2 separate regions of the Zea mays genome follow, and region 1 is linked to region 2. Evidence: chromatin contacts called from public Hi-C data. All regions are on one chromosome and are shown on one strand. The core of a region is the stretch at or near the end of the contact, and the rest is flanking DNA. Distances in the headings are between cores, read along the strand shown.

What was found. Hi-C and Micro-C count contacts between places; a contact is called where the count stands out from the background.
Region 1: a Hi-C map of ear shows a contact between it and region 2, with 1.9 times the contacts expected there. The contact joins the promoter of LOC100279881 here to the promoter of LOC100194316 in region 2. A contact is called at or near these places in 5 of 25 Hi-C or Micro-C datasets (bundle sheath, ear, endosperm and 1 more).

The regions. Positions count from the first base shown.
Region 1 is chr3:202,095,249-202,102,417 of Zm-B73-REFERENCE-NAM-5.0, reverse strand. It overlaps LOC100279881 (Dolichyl-diphosphooligosaccharide--protein glycosyltransferase subunit STT3A), which reads right to left and starts at 3,634. Exons shown (of 21, transcript NM_001152834.1): 1 at 3,400-3,634; 2 at 3,228-3,290; 3 at 2,670-2,725; 4 at 2,524-2,595; 5 at 2,329-2,434; 6 at 2,198-2,248; 7 at 109-222; 8 at 1-20. The coding sequence starts at 3,531.
Region 2 is chr3:201,874,303-201,881,030 of Zm-B73-REFERENCE-NAM-5.0, reverse strand. LOC100194316 (Zinc finger CCCH domain-containing protein 19) reads left to right here and starts at 2,735. Exons shown (of 12, transcript NM_001359453.1): 1 at 2,735-4,565; 2 at 4,675-4,754. The coding sequence starts at 3,031.

The sequences.
Region 1 (7,169 bases), core at 2,385-4,884, 220 kb before region 2:
AGAAGTGTTCCAAGCACAACCTGCATTGTGTTTACCGGTATGAAATTTTTTCTATTCAGTATTCACTTGTACAAAAGAGTTGGTATGACACTAAACCCACGGACTTACAAGGGGAGCATAAGCAATATAAAGTCGTGAAGAGTAACGACCAGTCACAATACACAAGAGAACATGCATTGGGATAAGATTGATGATGAATGTGTAGCCTCCCCAAGAACAAACCTGAAAGGGGATACAGTAACATATCTTGGATACATGGTCTATGGCAGTTACTACAAATATAAAAAAATGGAAACAAAAATACCATGTAGAAGTACGAGAGAGAATTAAGTGCCGCATAAAAGAGTGATCCAGTGTTTAGTGTCTGCAAAATTATTTCATACATGTTTAAAGTAGCAAAGAGATATTTCAGAGCGGGAGAGGAGGAACATGAGGGAAAATTTTGAGATCAATCACCTTTACATATAGATAAAATGTGAATATTAAAGCAAATATAGCTACAGCTTCATTATCGTAGCTGCCAGCAACAGATCTTGAGATGTATGATGGGACCTGCATATTGGCAGGGAGTAATAAGTAGGTTCTTTCTTAAGTGACGCTTACAAGATAGGATCAAGCATATACTGCAAAACATCTAAAACGGGTGAAAACCTATTAGAAGGCCTTGCTTTTTTACATTCATACGGAAAAGGCTGGTGTTAAACATCATAATTAAATGACAGGGAAACCAATATCTCGCACATACAAACCCAATTCGTAACATGATTGTCAGTGGTAAGAAATTTTCATTGTTCACCAGTTCAGAAGTTAGCTTTCCTTCATGGTCTCAGGCTCTCAGCTCACCATTTTGGTTTTTTCCGGTTAGCAGAGCAGTAAGTGATGAGGACATTGACCCTCCAACGGTCCAACCAGTACGCAAGGTCCAATGTCCCAAGCTCAAATACGACAATAAAATTTAGAGGTGAGCTCATTCTTAAGCGATATTTTTTATAGTTTTGAGAATAGATTGCTATCTGATGATGTTATCTTGTTTAGTAATATTGAAGAGGGTCATGAAGTACATCGGAAAAGGTGTAGAGGTGGGAAAGACCAGTGAGGACGTCCAAGACCAGCCGGAGGCCTAGGCTAACTCGCATCGGCCTTCAGGACCAGCATGCAGTAAAACGGATACTCAGGACGCATACGGACTTGGTTTTTGACGATCCATGGATAGAAAGCTATAAGCTACCTAATGTCTTTGGTTTGAGGTTTAAATTCCACCGGAGTTAACGGAAATCATAGAAACAAGCAACGTCTAGAAACTGTTACAATGCTATGTCACGTCTTTTGGTCAGTTGGGCCACTTATCATCTAAGAGCCTGTTATGGGGCCTGTCCAAGAGGTGTGACGACCCTTACACCATATAATCAGTAGTCGATGTCCATGTTAGGCTCGGGTCTTGCTTTAGATCAATTTGTCATTGAACAGTCGTTGTTATTAGTCGTGATTTGTGAAACCCCAACTTTGAGTACTTTAAAGTTCTTGCTTATGTTCTTCGTTTCGCAGCCAGAGATTAGCCTTCTTAATGAGGTCAACCGGATCAGTGACATGGTTGATAACCAGAGGAGTAATTGTGCTAAGATTGTAGGGTTGGGTCTTTTGATCTAGAGTCAGATCGGTATGTCGCATTCCACCAAAACAAGAGTTACCTTGAACCTCATGAAAGATCGGGAACCTCGTCCCCATCAGTGAGCCTTTTACATGCGGGGAATATGTCTACTTGTCAACGATAGGCGAGACTATTTTAGATGAATGAGAAAAATCAAAGGCCAAAGCAGCTCCTTCAAATGTTTCAAACATAGAAGCTCAGAAGTGATTCGATAATAGCTGTACTTCCTTTTCTTTAGTGTTCCAAATTTAACCAAAAAACAAACATACCACTGTGAACACAGAACTGTTCAAGGAGAGCATAGGCAAACAAAGACTTGCAATGAAAATAGGTTGTTCAGATCATAATAACTAAAACAATGACATGCCAAGACTTTCCCTGCTACACTCAAAGACAGACAATATTGACAAAGCTAACATATCCTTATCTAATTGCTTCATTCTTGATACACCCCAAAAAGAATAGAAGAGCAGAAAAAATGTAGATCAAGCAAACATATCAAGGATCTAGTATTTTTCAGACAAAATACATAGTCAATATAACAATTACCATTGCTAGAATAGTTGCTGCCATCAAACCAGCACCGGGGCCCTTTGTTTCCTAGAGACACAATAGTGAGATTACTAAAGAACTTTAGTAATCCAGTGTAAGTGCATGGGTTTTTAATATAAAAAAACAACCTTGGTTAATAGGTAAGTTGCCCAGGACGCATTGACTGAGAAAACTGGAGCAGTGAATACACAGACAGTCTCCACCGACAATGGGATGTTAAGGGAATTCAACAACCTATGCCAACCAAACAATTCAGTCATGCTAACAGTAGTTCAAATCTACCAATGAAGCATTTCTAATAGTATGCATTGGCAGTCACATACCACCATATTGTACCAGCAGTAAGTGTCAAACCAGGATAGACAGTGCCACCAATAACACGCCCAAGAGGATACCTAAAAGCAGGTGACAGTGAGCATAGAAATAACTGGAAAACAAGGATAGATTCAAGTGTTCTTGGAAATGTTACCATGTTCGGTCATCAAACCAGTTCCAGAATTCATATATGCCATTCTTTGACAAGAACTGAGACAAGGGGGAAATTACAATGAATCAAAATTTAAGTGCATGTGCACAACTGCTTTTGAAACATTAAGACACACTAGTAAAACATTTGTGCACAAATCCAAGCAGCAAATGTACATTGGAAAACATTCCTGCCATTTTATTCACCCAAATGTTGGGACCATTCAATACACCCACATGTCACCTGAGACTATACAACAGTGTATATTACAATAGACAATTTGCAAAGAAGTCTAGGGATGCAAGTGGTACCCAGATTTTTCCTGGTCAGCTAACTAATTAAATACAGTGGCAATGCCATTTTCAAATTAATTGCATACCAAGTTTTGTGTCGACCTAGTGACCCAAAAGAAATGGAGCTCGCATGTCTACTGAAGTCCCTAACCCCATAACTCGTTGAAGAGAACATGACTCCTAAGCGAACTCAACACCTGAATCCTGATGCATCCCAATAAGACAATAACAGGCTGTGGACAAACACAGAGGCACCACGGGAAAAAACCTGGGTAACGCGGTAATTGAAGTAGGGATCGAACTCGTGGATGACGCTTTCGTATTTGATCACCTGCGGCACATCAACGGACCAGTAAGACAGGCATGGGCCCGGGCAAACCATGTTGGGATTCCCAATTCCCAAAAGGATTTAAAAATGGTGGGGTTCGGATAGATCTTACGGAGAATAGTCGGATGGAGAAGGCGAGGACGCCGATGAGAAGGAGGGTGAAGATGCACAGCACTCCGCCGAAGGCGTTGCGGAGGCGATCTACGCTTCCGCTTGACGCCACAGAGGACTGGGGCTCCGGCATTGCTGCTGAGAAGAAGAGTTTTGGGTCAGAGGAAGACGGGGAAGGCCGGCGGCCGGGAGGCGGAGGTTTATCGAATTTTTTCGTGTTTGGCGTTTGCACTTTGGAGTATTGGACAGGGAAAAGAGTCGGCGGGTCCTACGCTCGGGCAGTCGGACACACCGCGAGCGCAGCATCGACCACCTAGCATCGTCCGCCGCGAGGAGATTGTACAATTTGTTTTTGCCGGCAGTTTTTTTTTTCTGATCCCTGGGAGAAATTTGGGATTCTGTCATCATTCTGCCATTGTTTTGAGGGACTTCACTCTAATGTCATTATAAAACATGTCGCCCACCTTAAAATGTCATTGGTCGTTTAATAAACAAAAAAAAAAGATTCAACTGAGTTAGAGGAGACGAGCTGCCGGATTTACCCCTGCCTCGTCCTGACAATTTCTCCTGCAGCAAGAGCGAGCAGCTATGGGCCGCCTATAGCGCCGGTCAATCCCCACTCCACGTCTCCATCGACGGCGCGTACCCGGTGGTCTACATCACCTTCTCGCTCCTCAACATGCCGGAGCAGCTCAACATGACTCCATCGTCGCCGTCGTGCACCACATCGCTGGCTGGACCCCCTGTCCTCCGACCACCGCGGCGCGTGCGGCAACGAGCTGTGTGCGCGTCTGGCTGCATCGTCGAGGAGTTACAGATGGAGCAGTCCGTGCAGCCGTACCTCTTTGCGTTCGCTGCCGGAAAAAATTGATGGCAGAATAAATTTCAGAATGGAAAGGGTACTGTTCACTGTTAGATCTTTTATAGGTTTGACCCATTTATTGAATAAACTCTAAGGTGTGTAATGGTGGAGAATACAAATAGTACCACATTGGAAGTCCAAGGGTCTTTTGGCTTGACTTATATGGTGGGATTTATTTCACTTAACTTGAGAAGTTAAGAAAGGGACAAGGGCGTGTCGCGCGCGCGTCGCCGCCGGCCGGGCGGGGCGTGGTGTGGTGTGGCACCTGTCTCTTCGTCAGCCAGCCGAGTGACCCTTCTCCTTCAGCTGACCGACTCATGACGTGACTCGGCGAGTGCTGGCCGACTCATGGCATGACTCGGTGACCTTTCTCCTTCAACTTCCCTCTACAAGAGGTTAAATAGAGGGAGCACCACTGTCACTCGGTACAAGCGAAAAACCACTTTCAGAATCACAGTCCAGCCGCCGAGTGAGGGTATTTCCATCTCGTGACTCTGCGCGCACAGAGAAGCGAGAGGGCAGGTGCCTCCGGAGCCCTTGCCGTTCGAGACCTTGCACGAGGGATCGGCAATTAGGTTTTTGGGGAGCGTCTACGCGACTGCCCAAAACATCTCCAACATGACAAAAGAAGCTGGCCAAGGATCTGGATTATCAGAGCGCATGGGAAGGTATGATCAGTTTATTTACTTACTGTTTTGCGTTCTGGAGATTATATATGTCTCATATATTCATCTATGTTGTTTCATATGTAGAAATGATTTTATCTTATCTGTTCTGCCTTATTATAATATGATAGATCTGTCTGTTTTAATTTTACAGACATGATGTTCATGTTTCTATCTGTTTATTTTCAATTGTTCAGTCAGATTACATGTTTATCGTATTTATATGATTTATATAATTCATATGCTTTATGTTCTCATGATCCATATTGTTATGGATATATTTGATGTCATGGTTAATTATATTTCATATGTCATCATCATAATACTAATTTATGGAATTAAAATGATACGGAAAATGTCTATAATTCTAACAATCCAAAAACCTAATTTTAGGCATTTTTCTGTCAGAGGTTTTGCTGCTGTGCTAAAGCCTGATCCTTTTGATGGTAAAAACTTCTTGATATGGAAAGCTAAAATGGAATTGTGGCTAACTGCAATGTCTTGTTTTCATGCCGCTGAGGGCAAGCCTGCCAACTTACCTCCTGAGGATGAGGCTAAGTTTAAGGCTGAAGACAACCTCTTTCGAGGAGCAGTAATTAGCGCACTGGATACAAAATTCCAGAAAAGCTATATCATCCTTCCCATAGGGAAAGAGCTGTGGGATGCACTTGTCGGAAAGATTGGAGTAACTGACGCTGGTAGCGAGTTGTACCTCATGGAGCAGCTGTATGACTACAAGATGGTTGAGAACCGATCTGTAGTGGAACAGGCTCATGAGTTTCAGGCACTAGCTAAGGAACTCGAACTTTTTCCTTGTCCTTTGCCTGACAAGTTTGTGGCTGGCGGTATAATCGCCAAGTTGCCACCATCTTGGAAGGACTTTGCTACCTCTCTCAAACATAAGAGACAAGAGTTCAATGTGGAAGAGCTCATTGGTACTCTTGATGTTGAGGAAAGGGCTAGAACAAAGGACAGTGGAAAAGGTGTTGAGACCTCTACTGCTAATGTGGTGCAGAAGAGAAACTTCCGCAAGTTTAACAAGAAGAAAAACCAGAACAAACAAGATAATGCAAATAAACCTGTTCATACAGCACAGTTTAAAAAGAAGAACAACAATAACAAGGGAAAGGGAGGATGCTTCGTCTGTGGCAGTGATCAACATTGGGCAAGAGAGTGCCCTGATCGCAAGTTCACTCAAGACAAGAAATCAGCTAATGTTGTAACCACTGAAACTGGAGATGGAACATCTGGGTATGGTAATTCTTTACCATTTGTTCTTTCAGTCTGTAATTCACCTGAGTGGTGGATGGACAGTGGTGCAAACATTCATGTGTGTGCTGATGCCTCTATGTTCACTTCCTATCAGGTCGGGAGGTCTGGCGCCTTGTTAATGGGAAATGGGCCGCGTGCTCATGTTCTTGGTGTTGGTACGGTCATTCTGAAGTTTACTTCGGGAAAGACGGTGCCATTGAAGAGCGTGCAGCATGTGCCCTCTATCAAGAAGAATCTCGTTAGCGCCTCTATGCTATGTCGAGATGGATACAAAGTTGTTCTTGAGTCTAATAAATGTGTTGTGTCGAAACATGGTAATTTTGTTGGTAAAGGATATGACTGTGGAGGCTTGTTCCGCTTATCACTGCATGATGTGTGTAATAAACTGGTGAATTCTGTTCATTTTTCTGATGAGTCAGATTTATGGCATTCACGTTTTTGTCATGCAAGCTTTGGCTGTCTTATGCGGTTAGCAAATATAAATTTAATTCATAAATTTAACTTGGTCAAAAAGTCTAAGTGTCACATGTGTGTTGAATCAAAACAACCCCGCAAGCCTCACAAGGCTGCTGAGGCGAGGAGTTTGGCACCTCTAGAACTTGTTCATTCTGATCTGTGCGAGATGAATGGAATTTTGACCAAAGGTGGTAAAAGATACTTTCTCACTTTTATAGATGACTCCACTAGATTTTGTTATGTGTATCTCTTAAAAACAAAAGATGAAGCGTTCAATTATTTTAAGGCCTATAAAGCTGAAGTTGAGAACCAACTTGAGAGGAAAATAAAACGGTTAAGGTCTGATCGAGGTGGAGAATATTTCTCTAATGTGTTCGATGAGTTCTGCGTGGAACATGGTATTATTCATGAGAGGACACCGCCATTCTCACCACAATCCAATGGGATTGCTGAAAGGAAAAACCGCACTCTAACAGATTTGGTGAATGCCATGTTGAGTACAACGGGATTATCCAA
Region 2 (6,728 bases), core at 1,486-3,985:
AATAAGTTGAAATTATATATAAGTGAGTGTTTGAACCTTGGTTGTTGGCTCCACATTCACACGCACCTAATCAATAGAAAACATATATTTTGTGCTTTATTAAAACACGCTCTTTAACAAATTTATCAAGCGAAGGGGTAACGGGTGCTCTCGGCTGTCCGATCTCAGATCGACGACTGAGATCAGATCCCGCGGGCAAGCGCCCGCGCGCGGGCGCGAGCGAGCGCTGACAGATGGGCTAGGGCGGTCAGCGGTTCAGGGTGAGGGCGGGCTGACCGGTTGGGCCCAGTGCTAGGGGCGCAGGCAACCAGCGAGTGGGACCCAGGGGCAGCGGTGCTCACGTGAAGCGGTATTCAGTGATCTGGACTGCTGGATCGGGGCTGAGCGGTTGAGATTAGGCGCCTAGGGGGTTAACGGTTGAGATTAGGGCGGTCAACATGTTTTAAGTTATATAGCTGAATGCCCGTGCGTTGCAACGAGAATATATATTATGAGTATACTACGATAACTTATATACAAAATGTGTGTTATATCGTTATGAGAAAATGTTTCAAAATCAATTTATGATTCTGGCCATACATAAATTTTGTTATTTATAATCTATCTGTTTCACCACTACATTGCAACCATCAGTATCATGCAGACTTCGATATATGTCACGATTTGCATGGTCTCATCATTATAGAGCATGTTCCACACATACCGGAAGAAATTACATCGTACATCGTTAGTCATCAGATACATACCACCATACGCTTTTGCATAAACAAAAAGGCAAGTGTATGTTTGCGAAGAGAATTAAAGGCAAGCCGACACAAAAGCTACCCCAACGATGGCGAGGATGACGAACTGGTCATTGTTGTCGGTCCTCCTCTGCGTCACCTCTGGCGCCAAGATGACGCCACAATCCTCGATATAGTAGTCTTCGAATGCGCGCGACATACCGAGTACTGATGACTCTTGGCTGGGCTGTAAAACGAAGTGCACCCCAGGCTCATCAGCAAGGTAGTACCCCTGACCGTTGCACCACTAGATGCGCTACTCCTCTACATACATCCTCTACATACATCGTGTCCAAGGACACTCATACAACGTCAGCAACGACCATCGTCTCAGCGCACAAAAATTCATGGCCAGTCAGTAGCGACTTACGTGACAGGTTGGGCTTCAGGTGGACGATGAGCTGGACGACGTGATGGTGTCGTCGTTGAATGCAGTGCTCAGAACAACCCGAGAGTCACCGATGTTGGCGACGACTATGAGGTCCCCCTGCTTGATGATGGACAGCGCGGAGCAGCCGCTCTGCACCGCGTCCAAGCGGCGGCGGCGTCAGAGCTTGTCGTACATAGCGGCACATGCGGCCACGTAGGGCTGTTTGTAGAGGTCGAACTGGCAGTCGCCAAGTTTCTTCTTGTCGTCGATGAGCGACCCCAACACAAGTGCCTCCTGCTAAAGATGTTTGTTTAGGGTTTTCAAGTAAGAAACATGGATTCATGTTTGGTGTTGGTTTATAAAAATGACTCACAAGTCAGATCCATAGAAAAAATATTACGAAGAATAAATGTCACGCATGCAAAAAAAAAAGAATTTAAGTTGAAAATATTATTCAAACAAAAGAAATTGCATGTAAGGCTCTTCTTTAAATACTACTCACTCCATCCAAAAATATAGTTCAAGAATTTCGGTGATACTTATCTAATATTTGTGCAAGGATAGCAGGTGGGCTTGGGGAGAGATGTAGTAGATGTGTTTTCTATTATAGATGTAGACATAAACACACATGTGGTGTAGTGGTAGCTACTGCTAGCATTTGCTTGAGAGGTCATGTGTTCAAATCCCTTGGGCCATGTGTATTTTTTTAATTTTAGCTAGGCGCCGGCTGTACGGGGGAATGAGAATGGGAATGGGCTATGCGCGGGGAGGAGGGAATCGGAATGACAGAACAGAGAATGGCCGACTACTATTGAGAGGGGATGATTGAGGTTTTGAATAAGACGACCTTTGCGTTTTGGATTTGGATCTTTTTCGTATTTCAAAATAGTGAAAAAGTCAAATAAGAGGTGTTAAGCTTTTTATCATTCTGGCATCGAGCTATTTTGCCGCAGGACCTTCCCTACAGTATCGTCACCGCAGTAGAGTTTAACCACTAAATTCGGGATGGATTGGTGTGGTTCCTCTACGCCTAGGACACCAGAATATCGAACCATGAACGAGAAAATGCATGAGAGAAATATTGGCTAGTAATTGTGAAGTCCCAATTCTTAACTGGAAGGGACACCAAAGGACTCTGCCCTCCCTCTCTATTTATCCAAGAGATGGAAGGGTAGAGTTTTTTTTGGTTTTTTCATCTTTTCTTTTCATCAAAGAGTTGAACAATGAAGATAGATGGCAAGTGCCTGATCGATTTGATCAGGTCGTGTAGGAACAAGGTTCAAATCGTTCGTTCGTTAGGATGCCTCAGCTGCATACATCACTGCACTTCCACTTGACACCTATTTAAACGGCTCGTCTCGCCGCTACGTAGTAGAGATTTTTTTGCCAAACTCATCGTTTGGGTAAAAAAAAAAAACTAAAATTTTCGACAATGTCCGATACGAGCAAATCCATGGGCTGTCGGGCCGTCGCAGCAAGCCGTACCCAACTGTGTCCACAGCCCACTCGACGCCCACCTCATCTCGAGTCGCCTCTAGCTCGATCTCTCTTGCGGCCTGCCGTTTTCGTCTCTCGGTCTCTCCTTCTGAGTCGACAACTCGACACCAATCCCCCAATCACAAACCCTAGGCCGACAGGCGCAACGACGCGACGGTGCAACAAGCGGACAACGGCGACCGCGCGGCCACCGCTTAGTGTGCGAACTCTGCAGCGCGCCAGCGGAAGCAGAGGAGGCGTGCAGCATCTGGCGTCCCGGCCTCCCGGGGTCGAGTTCGAGCGCCGCGCGCACACGTCCGCCAGATGGTGTGTAGTAGCGGTGGTTGGGAATATCTAATCACCCAAATCCTGGTCTGACACTGTTCCACTGATAGAATCAGTATGTCCGACGCTGAGCCACCTCCTGCAATGGAGGAGGCCACGCTGACAACGCCGGATGTTGTGCTAGGCGAGGGATACAAAGATATCGAGGGTCAGAAGGATGGCCGAACTTGTTATGGTGAAGGTGGCGATGTTATAGTGGCTGATGAGTTCGCGGGTATTGTTGAAGACCCCAACCAACCCGATGTTTTTAAGGCTAAAGAGCCAGAGGAGGGTGTTGATGTAGGGGGGCAAACTAATGTCATTAGTGCTGCTGTGCATGTTCTCACAGAGGTGGATGCTGCTGTGTCATCCTCCACACTGGTGGATGATCCCATGGAGGTTGGCATGCAAACCAAAGAGGTTAGTGCTGCTGCGGATGATCTCATAGAGGTGGGTGCTGCCCTGGTACCATCTGCACAGGATCACACAGCAGTGGCTGCTTGCCTGGTTAATGATGACTGCAATATAGTTATCACTGGTGGTGTGCATAGGTCGGATGACCAAACTGTTCAGGAGTTTGGGGGTGACTCCCTTGACGCTGATGAGGTTGCTCCCTTGGTAAATGATGTACAAGATGACAGTGCAAGGATTGATATGGATGTTGCAGCTAATGATCATGTGCATGCTCAGGATCAGGAAAGCTCACAGTTGGATGTGGCTACAGCTCTGTTAAATGAGGTGGAAACAGAGATTGCCGAAGCTGGAGACCATGTTGTACAGGACTGCACAAATATGGATATGCAGATCCAAACTGGAGATGACAAACATGTTGGCACTATTGCGGACACTGCCACAGATGAGGAGGGCAAGCACATGGGTGAAGATACCATGGGCAGAGATGGTAGTGAGAAACATGATGGGGCAGTCGGTGTTGATGTGTCTGATGAGAGGGTAGAAATGGGTAGGGGTGGACTGTCTGGAGATGATAACGAGCAAAAGGAAGTTGCAACAGCTGATGAAGATCGTGTGGAAGAGGAAGACATGCAGGTGGATGCCGTAAGCATTACTGGAGACATGGTTGAGGAAGGCAGAATTGCTGTTGAATACATTGCAGGCGAAGCTGTAAATGGCAAGGATGGTATTGATGTCCCTGAAGAAAAGACTCCTCAGATAGACAAGGCTGGTAATGATATCCCTGAAGAAGAGGGTCTCCAAATGGGGGGAGCTGGCTTGATTGGCAATAAAAATGGGCCGAAAGAGGCTGTGATAGCTGATTACCATGGAGTGGAAGAAAATACCATACTGATGGAGGCAGCTACCACGACTAACAATGATGATGATGATGACAACAAAATTGTTGGTGAAGATGTTGCAGAAGCTGTCAATGACATAACTGGTGATGGTGTCCCTGAACAAGAGGCTGCACATATGGATGACGATGATGACGATGAGCCACCTCCTTTAGTGGCAAAGAAAGGTGGAGGGCGTCGTAAGAGGGGCCGTCCATCTTCCAAGGTCCAGGCTGTGGTGAAACCATCTGTAAAGGGGAAAGATGAAGAGGAGGTTTGCTTCATTTGCTTTGATGGTGGTGATCTTGTGATTTGTGATCGTAGGTTTGTGCATCACATGGAGTTTTTTTATTTCTTTATTCCAAAATACGGAAGATCAAACATGTTACATCTTTGGGTTGATCACGTCTTCATTTGTATGTCCTCATTTCAGGGGCTGCCCTAAAGCTTACCATCCTTCTTGTGTTAATCGGGATGACGACTTCTTCAAGTCAAAGGGTCGGTGGAACTGTGGTATGTGCAGTAACTTTGTCTTACCAACCTCGTTATCTTTACATTTTTTTTTGTATTTGAATCATGTGGACAGTGGACGTATGGCTGGACGAATTACCCGTGGTCGGCTCGGCTCGTTTGATTTTTTTACGAGCCGAGATGACATCTTAGCTCGGTTTGTTAACGAGCCAGCTCGCGAGCTCAATGAGCTATTACATTTCAGCAAAACGAAACTATATGCATATTGTTTACGCATGAATTAGTGAACATGTTATATGTATGTGCGGTGCCTATGGCTTGTGGTTGAGTACTTGAGTTGATGATTAATGAACTGTGTCTTTGTATTAAATTGGTTTGTGGTGTTAGCTGATATATCAGACTTGTGTCTCCTGCCATATAGGCGCAGGATACCCTACCATACATGTGCAGGCATCCTTGCCTTTCTAGCTACAGCCGCATATAGGAAGATATGGATTCAATCCTCCCATTTAGGGGCAGAGATAGTTTCCTTCCATTCCAGGAGATCTCAGGGTACTGTTTCTATAAACCTGAGATCTCCTACCTCTCTGTCCCTCTATAAATATGTGCGCCTGTACTCCTCTCTTCATCAATCAGTACAGACAGCAATTATCTTGCTATCATGGTATCACGAGTTCAAGTTCATATCCTCCTTCCGCTGCCCTCACGCGCAGTTCTCTAGCTGCGCCGCTTCCCTCCCCCTGCGCGCCACGTCTTGACTACGCCCTCTTCTTCCCTCTGCGCGCCATCCAGGCAGCGCCCTCCCCTGGCCATGGCTGGTCTGGAACAGCCACCCCTCCTCGACGACGCTGCGACCCAGGTCGCAGCAGAGCATGAAGCTCGCCTCCAAGCTGCTGCTAGGCGTGATGCTGCTCTCGCCCAAGCCCTTCAGGCAGAGCAGGAGGCGGCCACCGCGGCCCAGGAGCGCGATGTTGCCGCCGCCCGTGTTCGCGCTGCTCTCGAGCGCGCAGCCCATGCGCGCGCCCTTGCTGCTCAGACTGCCGCCGATGGCAGCCCTGTCGACGATACTCAGTCCCACCTCTCTGATCCAGCGGGTGGTGCTGACAAGGGCCTCCACGACACCATCCTCCTTCACGAGGCTGCTGCGATCGTCAACCTCCACTCCCAGGCCGTCACTGTGCAAAACATCCGGAGTCTCGTTCACGTCGTCCTCGACCTCGCCAACAACAACTACACCCGCTGGCGTAATGTGTTCCTTCTCGTCACTGGCAAATACTCCCTGGACAGCCACATCCTCGACGACACTCCCGCGCCTCACTTCCCCGACTGGGCACGCATGGACTGCATTGTCAAGTCCTGGATCTCCGGCTCCATCTCCCCGGACCTTGCTGAAATGGCCATGGAACGCGGCGCCACTGCCCGCACCACTTGGCTGACTCTCGAGAATCAGTTCCTCGGGAATCGGGAAACTCGCGCCCTCCACCTCGACGCTCAGTTCCGGCACTTCGTCCAAGGTGATCTACCTGTCTCCGATTACTGTCGCCGTTTCAAAACCATGGCAGATGCCCTCGGTGATCTTGGTGAACCAGTCACCGACCGGACGTTGGTCCTCAATGTTCTGCGCGGCCTCAGCGACCGGTTCTCCGACATCGACCGTCATCTTCGCCTCGGTCGCCCCTTTCCGACGTTCCACGACGTCCGGGCCACTCTCCTGTTGGAGGAACTCACGATGGCCCATCGTGCGTCTTCTCCATCCGCCGCCCTGCTTACCTCCACCAAACCTCCACAAGGCGGGACTTCGATGGCCTCCAACAAGGTTCCTGCTGCTTCCAACAAGGCGCCTTCGGCTCCACGCTCCGGCCACCCCAACCGTCGCAGCAAGAGGGGTGGCCAAGGCCGCCAGGGTATTCTTCCATTCCCTGGCACTGGTCCCGGCAGCCAGCACGGGAGTGCCTCCGGCCTGTGGCCCTCCCTCCAAAATCCTTGGACTGGGGCCATCCAGATGTGGCCCGGCCC